Regions from separate parts of the Sus scrofa genome. Here region 2 is linked to region 1. Evidence: chromatin contacts called from public HiChIP or PLAC-seq data. All regions are on one chromosome and are shown on one strand. The core of a region is the stretch at or near the end of the contact, and the rest is flanking DNA. Distances in the headings are between cores, read along the strand shown. Region 1 overlaps TRIP11 (thyroid receptor-interacting protein 11). Region 2 holds the start of NDUFB1 (NADH dehydrogenase [ubiquinone] 1 beta subcomplex subunit 1).

Region 1 (5,557 bases), core at 2,242-4,741:
AACAATCCTACAAGAGAAGTATTCTGATGATGGCCACTTCACTGATGAGAAACAACAGCTTATAAAAGTTAAGCAATTTTTCCAAAATAATCCAGGTCTGACTGAAGAACCTACCCACACGAGTACTGTCATAATAATAAAACCAAAACTTAAAAAAATTCTATACATGACAATAACTTACACCCTAAAAACAATTCATTGTCACGATAAGTACATGTAACTAAGACTTTTCCTTATTTTATTTATTTATTTGTCTTTTTGTCTTTTCTAGGGCTGCACCCATGGCATATGGAGGTTCCCAGGCTAGGGGTCTAATCAGAGCTGTAGCCACTGGCCTACGCAGGATCCGAGCTGCGTCTGTGACCTACACCACAGCTCACGGCAATAGCCGGATAGGCTTATACTTTTAATAGGCAAATTTTAGATGTGTTTCAGCCATTGTTCCAACAATCCACCTTACCTTAATGATATTTTGTAGTTTGCAGATTTCACTTTGATCGGAGTTATCTGGTCCTTGTGCTTTAGAAGTCTTGAGCAAAAAAAAAAAAAAAAAAAAAAAAAAAAGAATTAGAGAATAATTATATTGATTTTCTTTCCTTTTTTTCTTTTTTGGCTGCCCCACAGCACATGGAGTTCCCAGGCCAGGGATCAGAGCTTCACTGCAGTTGCAACTTACACAGTAACTGCAGCAACACTGGATCCTTAACCCACTGTGTCAGGCCAGGGATCAAACCTGCATCCCAGTGCTCAGAAACACTGTCTGTCGATCCCACTGCACCACAGCAGGAACTCCTATTTTCTTACAAAAGAGAATGCCAAATACGAATTTATTAAAAAATACTTTTCAAAAAAGGAGCATTTGCACAGGGAATCAGCCATATTTTATAATAACTTTAAATGTGGTACAATCTATAAAAATACTGAATCACAATGTTGTGCAACTGAAACTAATATAACATTATAAATCAACTATATACGTCAATCAAAAAAAATATATATATATATGTATGTCTTTTGTCTATTTAGGGCTGCACACACAGCACATAGAGGTTCCCAAGCTAGAGGTCAAATTGCAGCTGTAGCTGCTGGCCTTCACCACAGCCACAGCAACGCAGGATCCGAGCCACGTCTGCGACCTACACCACAGTTCACAGCAACGCCCGATCCTTAACCCACTGAACAAGGCCAGGGACCGAACTCACATCCTCATGGATACTAGTCGGGTTCGTTAACCATTGAGCCTCCTAAAGATATATATATTTTTAATTGTAAGCTTCAAAAAATGGGAGTTCCCCAGTGGCCTAGCTTGTCACTGTTACTGCTGTGGCTGGCACTCAATCCCTGACACAGAAACTTCTGCATGCTGTGGGCACAGCCAAAATAAAAAATAGGAGGCATTTCCCAGATAGATTATTATTAAAGAATGCCAGGCACCTCTTAAAGAACCTAGTCCAATAGAACCTAGTCCAACCTAGACCGAACGTGAGTCCTGTCCCTGGCCCTGCTCAGTGGGTTAAGGATCGGCACCTCTTGGACTACTGGACCAGGCACCTCTTAAAGAACCTAGTCCAAAAGATACCATTCAGGAATTTGTTAACTAACTGGGGAAGACAGCACTTTTACAAAACAAGGGAAACAACATAGAATATTTTTCTTGGCTTAACAAAATGTAAATTTGATGATAATTAAGCAGCTTCCTAAAAGATAATTTCTAAAATGGAAAGTTACCCAATATAATGCTAATGCTAATATTGCTAATAATGCTAATATTAATATGCTGGCTTTTGGGTTATTTTCTTCTCAAAGTTGTATATTGTTCATTTATCTTCAATAAATATAGTAACATTTACTATAACATGTTAAGGTACCAAAATCTGCTCTCTGTATAAAAGAACGAACACAGTGTATTGGAAAGAACAAAGGATCTGGAGTTTAAAGATGTGTGTTTGAAGCACAACTTAATCTCTGTGACAACAGGTGTATTACTTAAACTTTTATTTTGCTTATCTTCAAAATAGAGAAATAAACACTTCACGTAGTTATTAAAGATAATTTATTGGGTTAGTACATACAGCAACATAAAGTATAAATATTAATTTCCAATATGCCTTGCAAGAAAATTAAGTCTCCTGAAACATCCCAATTATGCCCCCCCTTTTTTCTTCTTTTTGGGCCACCAAAAAGAAGCATATGCAATTTCTCAGGCCAGGGATGGAATCCGAGCTGGAACTGTGGCCTATGCCTCAGCTACAGCAGTGCTGGATCCTTAACTCACTGCACCAGGTGGGCTGGGGATCAAACTGGAGCCTCCACAGAGACAAGGCCAATCATTAACCAACTGTGACCCAGTGGGAACACCACCAACTATGCCTTTTTCACCTTTATATCCCAGTACAGGTCTATCGTATAATAGGCATTCAAGATATGTTGAAGTGGGAGTTCCCTTGTGGCTCAGCGGTAACAAATCCAACTAGTATCCATGGGGATGTGGGTTCCATCCCTGGCCTCGGTCAGTGGGTTAAGGACACAGCATTGACGTGAGCTATGGTGTAGGTCGCAGACACGGCTTGGATCTGGTGTTGCTGTGGCTGTGGTGTAGGCCAGCAGCAACAGCTCCAATTCGACCCCAGCCTGGGAACTTCCATATGCTGCAGGTGCAGCCCTAAAAAGACCAAAAAGAAAGACATACTGAAGTAAATATACCCAAAAAAATCCATTTTCTCCACATGAAATCTTACCAAGCAATGTTTCTTAAAATGTGTTCCTCAGCTCAAGAGAATAACCTGAGTACTTATTTGTCTGAATGGATTTTCCAACACCTTAAAATAGGCTACAAAATACTAATCTCTAATCTCTGAAGGTAGGAAAGGGGACCCAAAATATTATCTAGTTCCTCAGGCTATTTGTACACAAAGCTTAAGAACTTCTGCTTTCCAAGGATAAGATGGACAAACATCATCCTCTCTAAGGTTTATTTTGAGGATTAGGAAGGTCCTGGGAAGCAAGGAGATGATTTTAATTGGGAAGATTTCTCCTGCATAAAACTAGATTACACTCTCAAAAAGATAGAAAATAATCTCTTTACTTATATATTTTACTTGTCTCCACACTGATCAAATAAGATCCATATGAATAATGTTCCAGTTTACTTTGGGTCTCGTGTGTGCGGGCAATCTCAATGATACATAAAATCTGATAAAACAAAAAAAGGATCCTTAGAAGAAAGTTTACAGCTCAATATAGGAAGGACTCAATTATTTATTTCATTTATTTTTTGGTGTCTATTTTAGGGCTACACACCTGCAGCATATAGAAGTTCCCAGGGTGGTGTCAAATCGGAGCTGTAGCTGCTGGCCTATCCCACAGATACAGCAACGCCAGATCTGAGCCACATCTGCAACCTACGCCACAGCTTGCAGCAATGCTGGATCCTTAACCCACTGAGCGAGGCCAGGGATCAAACCACACCCTCATGGATACTACTCGATTTCTTAACCCGCTGAGCCACAAGGGGAACTTAAGAAAGGACTTAATTTCTAACGTGTGAGAAACAACACAAAATAGTTCATTTTATGGTTTATAAAACCAGTTATCAGACTTTTCATTTTACATATAACTAGCACAAATGAGAACCTCAGACAACAGAAACAAGTAGTTTCAGATCTAGTTCCCTGGAGCCCTGGTTTCCACCAGTGACGCCTCAGGGACTCCAGGGAAAAAGGTGTTGGTTCGACCATGGCAACTCCATTTTTGTCTTAAGACCTGGGCTTGTAAATTTTATTTTTTGAAGAAACATGGTTCCCTTGGAGTTCCCTCATGGCTCAGTGGGTTAAGGATCTGGCATTGTCAATGCTGTGGCTCTGGCTACAGCTGCGACATAGGTTTGATCACTGGACCAGGAACTTACACATGCCAAGGTACAGCAAAAACAAACAAACATGGTTCTCCTACTTTAAATTTTTTTTTTAATCTCTTCCAAGTATCGTACAGAAGGGAAAACAGGCTGAGAAAGACGACATAAAATCACTTAGAAAGTCACTGGCAAAATTAAGAATTAGAATACAGGTTTTCGATTTTCTAGTCCAGATTCTTTCTGATACCAAAAGTTCTACAGAGAGCACTCACTCAATAATTTTCAAAAACTCACAAAAATTTTACCCACCTGTGCAATATGCCTCCAATGGTCAACTTCAGATTCAAGTCTTGAAACTTCATTTGACAACCTGTTTATTTCTCGTTGTGATGAAATCATGTCACCAAAGTCCATGTCGTCATCATGGAAAGCCGAAGCATGGCTTAAACCATAACCAAATGAAGACGATGCAGTGGTTGCTGGGACACCCCCAGCTCCTGAATTCACTGACTGTGCAGCTGACTGTAGCTTCAGCAACTGATCCTGCAGTGCAATCTGTCTTGCTTTAAGATGGCTGATTTCTACCTGTATTTAAATCCATATTTTAGACGAGGTACTTTAAAATAACCGTCTTGATTTAACAATGTTGAAAGTTACTAATAGTTTGGAGTTCCTATTGTGGCTCAGTGGATTAAGGACCTGATGTTGTCTCTGTGAGGATGTGGGTTCAATACCTGGCCTCACTCAGTGGGTTAAGGATCTGGCGTTGCCACAAGCTGTGGCAGAGGCAGCTCACATCCAGTGTTGCTGTGGCTGTATTGTAGGCCTGCAGCTGCATCTCCAATTTAACGCCTCGCCTGGGAACTTCCATATGCCATAGGTTCAGCCATAAAAAGAAAAAAAAAGATAAGTTCTAATAGTTTAAAATTAGCCAATCATGGTACTCTATCACAACTGAATCCAAGTTGTCTAAACATACCAATATAACATTTTTACTTCAAAAACAAACATGGTTATCATAGATTAAAACATAGTTAATATTTCAATTAGGATGAGGATCAAAATTTCACTCAGATGTCAACAAAAGCAATGAAACTCTCAGTTAAATACTGGTTTACCATCTTCTACATATCATGTAGTACAGGCAATTTCTTAGGGTTTGATTATCAAGCCTAAAGAAGTGGCAAATGAAAGCTGTACCAGTCTCTGCATTGCAAAGTTTCCTTAGAACACCTGTTGGAAGAGTCTAATGTAACTGACTATGGCTGGATTCAGGCTGGATTCATGTACCATGAATCAGGGTAACTTTGTACTATTTCTGCAAAACGCAGCTGAAAGAGAGCTTTAGCTAAATCCAAAATTCTCAGGTCAGATAATAAAGTAAGCCTGTGATTCTTAGGTTTAGAAGGACATCAAGCATTGAAAAGAGGTCTTCGCGTTAGCCCTGGCAAAGAGAGGCCAGTGAAAATCTGACTCTACTAATTAAGGAAGACAACAGTGAAAAAAAAATTGTGAAACCCTGAGCGGAGTTTTGACTGAAGATTGCAATACCAAGTCAATGTCCAACAGAAGTTATGAACACAGGACTTACCATAATGCCACATCCATTCCAAATGAGAGATACTCAAACATAACAGTGAGTAAACTAGAGAAAACTGAAATAAGCTTTCTTATTTCAGACTAGAAACAAGAAAGTTAAAGACG
Region 2 (5,198 bases), core at 221-2,720, 76 kb after region 1:
TTATCTCATTTTTCCTAATAAGGGCATAACTCAGAGATATTATGGGGTTGGTTCCAGATCACTGCAATAAAGCAAATACCGAGATAAGTGAGTCAAAAGAATTTTTTGATTCCCCAGTGCCTATAAAACTTGTTTACACTATACTACAGTTTATTTAAAATATGCAATAGCATTATGTCTAAAAACACACTGTACATACTTTAATTAAAAATATAATTTATTGTTAAAAAATGCTAACCATCATCTGACAAGGGTTGCCACAACTTCAATTTGTTAAAAAATATCAGTGAAGCATAATAAAATGAGGTATGCTTGTATTATTTACATTTTCTTCAATCCATTTCTCTCTCTTAACTTCTCAAAAGAAGACTGTATATGGTGTGTATTTTTCTAAGTCCTTCCAAACTCACGTTGTAATAATAGTTGATTAGACATTAAAAAAATAAATTCTATTCTCTAATTAGTCTCTATTGCACTTATATGTATTGATCAAAATGTGTCGACTTAACGTAAAAAAAAGTCGGGAGCCAGAAAACTCCTTGAGGTCTGGAACCCTGTCTTAACAACATACACACGCTAGAAATAAAGCACAAATAAATCCTTTTTTTAAAAATTAAGTTTTTACAAAGTGCATATTTTGTGGAATGGTGGGCTCAAGAGGATTTGAGATGTAGAACAGAGCAAGGTTGCGATGCTGAGTAACAAGCAAGACAGAACTCTGAAACTTGGACGAATCGGAGATCTTTCTGGAGAAGCAGCCCCTTCTCTCCTGCAGCCTAGGAGCTGTGATCCCAGATAGTGTCTCCTCCGCTCGGGCAACATCAAAAGACATTTTCCAGTTATGCTAGCCTCAGAGTACCCTTTTCAAAAGGCATCAGACGGGAAAGCTGAGCGCAGCGGTCCTCCAGAAAGCAACGCCCTCTCCGCCCCCCCTCCCCTGTCCCCCTCTCCTTCGTTGGGAAGCCTGGGAAGCCGCGCCGCTCCAGTCCTGCAAAGTCCCAGATCCCCCGCACCTCCCCGTACACAGGCTGCAGAAGGCTTTCCTAGAACTTCACCCCACTCCGCCTGCACAAAAGCAACTCTAGCCGCCTCCAACGCCTCGACCCCAGACCCACCTGCGGCCTCAGAGCCAACAACGACCCCCACGACCAAGGGCAGCGGTGAACCCAGCCACCAGCGCCGGCGGAAGCTGTGGCCTCGGGATCTACCATTCGCCGGGCCCGCTCGAAGAGAGGGGTGGCTCCGGGAAATCATAAATCTTCTTCCTTTCACTCCTTGATTCTTATCACATTTCTTTAAGATTTAACACATTATACAGCCTTTAAAAATAAAATTTTGTTCCCAGGTGAAGAGTTGGTGTTAGCACCACCTCCTTCCTCCAGCTTTGTCACCCCTCGCCCCCGAAGATGGTATCACCCCTCGCCTCCCCGCCTCCGCGGGTCTCCTCCAGTTTCAAAATGGCGGCCGCCATTGAGGGTTTTCTGCTGGCAGATCGTCACGGGTGCTGCTGAGCCAACATCAGCTTTTCTCGTTCTTGAACCTGGATTCTACTAGGGGTTGGGAAGGGCAGTGGACGGCGTTGGGGGAGGACTGACGAGGCAAGTGGGGGCGGAAGAAATCAGTGCGCCTTTGGATGGGGGAGGGGGCGTCCTCGGCCCTCGGGGAGAGCCTGGCTCCGACTCTGACTCGGTCTCCACCAGGGACGCGCGCCTGGGGTTTCGGTTGTGACTCTCCTGGTCATTCCCGGCCGAAGTGCTCAGTGAGGGAAACAGTGATTTCTTCATGGGTCTGAAGCTCCCGATTCTGTTGTGGCAGTTCCTACGATTCAGTCCCATGCTCTCCTTCCCTCTTTTTTGCTGTTTCCCTCCCCTTTGAGTCTCGGCGCCGGAGGAGTTAATCCGACGTCCGCTTTGGCTCCTTAGCTTTGTGGCTGCCTTGTTCTCAGCCTCCTCGCTTGGGGTCTTCCTGTCGCCTCGGATTGAGAGACCACGAGGCTACTGGCCACAAAGCAGGCGTCCTCTTTAGTTAATCGACTCAAAGACCTTACCATGCTTTATTAAAAAAAGTTTCGGTTCCCCCCTACCCCCCATAGCCTTTGAGCACTTCCCGTATTATCATTATTTACGTACTCTTCAGTAAACAAGAGGTCAGAATAATTTTAACCCTGGCAAGTCTGGCTTCCTGTGACCAGGCGAACTTGAGTGAGCAATTGCCCATGCCCTAATAATATTTTAATGTTTTTTATGTTAGAACCCCTTTGATCCTGTTAGGAAACCAGTGCTCTCCCGGAACTGACCAGGAGGAGACTTCTTACGAGTCTTCGAGGTTAACCCAGACTCTCATTTTCCTTAGACTTTGCTGATTCCCCTTAGTTGTCATTAACATGCACCCACAATCGTTATTAAGAAAGCAAGTAACTTTGATAGATAGTTAAGATGAAATGGTGTTGGTCAAAAACCGCTGCCCAGCAGCAATTTATGATGTCGTGAGGGTTCATTCCTTTCAGTACACATGTACGTTGCTTTGAACGCTGTGCTCCGTATTGGAGATTAAAAGATTCACCTGAACGCTTCTCTCATGCCATTCAACATCCATTCACCATTATTCTTTGTGCCCACTTGTGCCAGCTAAATGTAAATACCATTGCTTGGAGACACCAGAATAGCTTTATAAAAGAGTAAATTTGAGCTGGGTCGTGAAGGGCCAAAAGGAATTTACTAAGCTCACGGGAAGGTCATTCTTGGTTGCAGTGCGGGGATGCAGAGACTGGAGAAGTTTTGGCAAGCTTGGGGAGAGCGGGAGAATGAATGTATTTGAGCATGCTGTGCAAGGGTGGTTGGTGAAGCAAGAGGAAGATTGAGGTAAACTTGTAAAGGACCTTGCTTTCCAAGGAAGGTGTGAGATTTTCTTTGGTACTTAGCCAATGACTGCCTTGCACAAGGAAGGGGGCATGAGGCTATTTTTTGTAGGATGGTCTCTCTGATAGCTGTATGGAAGATCAACTTGGAACTGAATGAGAGGAAATTGCAGTCATTCAGGTAAGGAAATGAGTGCCTTCATTGGGGAAAGATAGTAAAGGATGTTAGACATTTCTGAAATGTCAAAAAGGAATTCAACTGGTGGCAGCCAATTTGTGGTAAGAAGGTGACTTCAGAATTTTTCGTCTGGGAGACTAAGTGGTTGGTGATACCATTAAAGTCTAGTCTGAGATGTGCATAAAAATAGGACGGTGCCTCCTTGCACTTTAGGGGTGACAGAGCACAACGCTCCACAGTCCAAAGCATGTTCAGAGTTGCTATCTGTGCTATTCCAGTAGCCACCAGCCTCATGTAGCTGCTGAGCTTTTGAAATTGTGGTCAGTTCAAATTGAGTTGTGCTGTAAATATAAAATACACACTGGATTTTGAAGATTTAGGACTGAAAAAAAAAAAACCAGTTTCTTAAAAATGATTACATGTTGGAATGATAACATTTTGGATATGTTGGGTTAAATAAAATTAATTTCACCTGTAAAACTTTAATGTGGCCCAGAAAAAAAATTTTAATTACATTTGATATGCATGCTGTTTTTATTGGACAGAGCCGTACTAGTCTAGATGAATGATAGAGGAATTAGTGAGGAGTGGAATTTAGGCTGGGCCTTAAACTGGTGATGGTCAGCAGTGCTGTCAGGGCAGCTTGCTGGCACCCTCCAGGTTTGGTTGTTTCAGACTGTAGGAAGCCTTCAGAGATTTCTAAGCAAGGACTCATACATGTGGGGGTGTTTCAGAAGATTAATCTGGCAGTAGGGTTTAGGTTGAGATGAAGGGAGGAAAGGCTGGAGGCCAAGAAACAGAAACCCAAATGTAAGGCAATGAGGCCCTGTATTAAGGTACTTGCTGTCGGAATGGGGAGGGAATGGTAAATGTACAAGGAATTCTAAGGGGAGAGTAATTCCGGAGGTGGTAACAGTCTGTTCAAGAAGCAAAGGGAGGAATCAAACATGTAGAGTTTCTAGCCTTGGTTCCTTAGACAATGACTCGTGAACTCATGTCGCAGAGTTATAAGGTGCATTTGAGGCTGAAGAAGTTTAGTCTCAAAATAGCACCAGCAAAGGTGAAAGGAGGGAGGGGGCTGCTAAATCCTCTCTTTTTTTTTATCTCCCTGCTTTGACCACCGACTTTATCTAAACAATCACACATACCAGCAAATGTTTTGAATCTGCAGAACTGCCTATATCCTGTCATCTTATAATTGATCTTAAAATATCTCTTTGTTACCTGTTCTGTCCAACAGTTAGAACTAGGTCCAGAGTTTCCAAGGCCTTTCATTAGCTGGCCCTTTTCTATTCATTAGGGCTTTTCTTTCATTTTTTGCTTATATGATGGTGTGCCAGGCTAGTTTTGTCACTAGTACTCTGTAAGCTTTTGTTTTGGGCCTTTGATCATGTTACTCTCCTGTTTTGAATACCTTTTCTCTGTGTCTCTTTCTACCCAGGACCTACCAGTCCTTAGCAATTTAAGATCTTAACCTCTTTTATGATTCTCAATACATAACCTTATGGTAGTTAAAAATCTTCTTTCCTAAGGTACATAGTTCAGCCCTGATTATAACCAATTCCATACATTTACTTATTTTTCTTTTTTATTTATTATCTCTCCCTGCCGCCCCCACTGCCCTGCCCTGGGCATGGGGAAGTTCTCAGCACTTGGATCTTTGCCACAGCAGTGACCCAAACTGCTGCAGTGACCGTGTGACAATGCCAGATGCTTAACCCGCTGTGCCATAAGAGAACCCCTGTATTTTGTTATCTTATCCCTGTTTGCTTTATGTTAGCTTAGGCTTCCCAAAATTGTGACAAGTTTCTTTTGTAAAAAAAGGACTGGAGTTCTCGTCGTGGCTCAGCGGAAGTGAGTCTGACTTATATCCATGAGGACACAGGTTCAATGCCTGGCCTCACTCAGTGGATTAAGGATCCAGCGTTGCTGTGAGCTGTGGTATAGGTTGCAGGTGTGACTCAGATCCCGAGTTGCTGTGGCTGTGGTGTAGGCCAGCAGCTGCATCTCCAATTTGACCCCTAGCCTGGGAACCTCCACTTGCTGTGGGTGTGGACCTAAAAGACACACACACACACACACACACACACACACACACACACAGACCATATGTTATCCACTTGCTGCTGCTCATGGTGGTCACCTCAGGGCAAGACATAGAGG

What was found. HiChIP or PLAC-seq counts read pairs in DNA pulled down with a chosen protein or histone mark.
Region 2: a contact with region 1 is called in an H3K27ac HiChIP or PLAC-seq map of alveolar macrophages. The contact joins the promoter of NDUFB1 here to the enhancer-like site in region 1. A contact is called at or near these places in 1 of 5 promoter capture datasets (liver), 4 of 47 Hi-C or Micro-C datasets (alveolar macrophages, liver, retroperitoneal adipose tissue and 1 more) and 1 of 2 datasets of contacts at active chromatin or transcription factors (alveolar macrophages).

The regions. Positions count from the first base shown.
Region 1 is chr7:113,580,875-113,586,431 of Sscrofa11.1, forward strand. TRIP11 (thyroid receptor-interacting protein 11) reads right to left here. Exons shown (of 21, transcript XM_021099621.1): 4 at 4,163-4,438; 5 at 461-529. Among named protein-coding and RNA genes, the nearest start is that of TRIP11, 17 kb to the right of the region's middle. Within about 2 kb of position 3,492, at least 1 of the 83 cell types and tissues checked has an H3K27ac peak or open chromatin away from gene starts, as enhancers often do. A contact at or near this core is called in alveolar macrophages, where this site is marked.
Region 2 is chr7:113,658,467-113,663,664 of Sscrofa11.1, forward strand. It overlaps NDUFB1 (NADH dehydrogenase [ubiquinone] 1 beta subcomplex subunit 1), which reads right to left and starts at 1,471. Exons shown (of 4, transcript XM_003482306.4): 1 at 1,424-1,471; 2 at 1,116-1,293. The coding sequence starts at 1,471. It overlaps CPSF2 (cleavage and polyadenylation specificity factor subunit 2), which reads left to right and starts at 1,437. Exons shown (of 16, transcript XM_021099625.1): 1 at 1,437-1,598.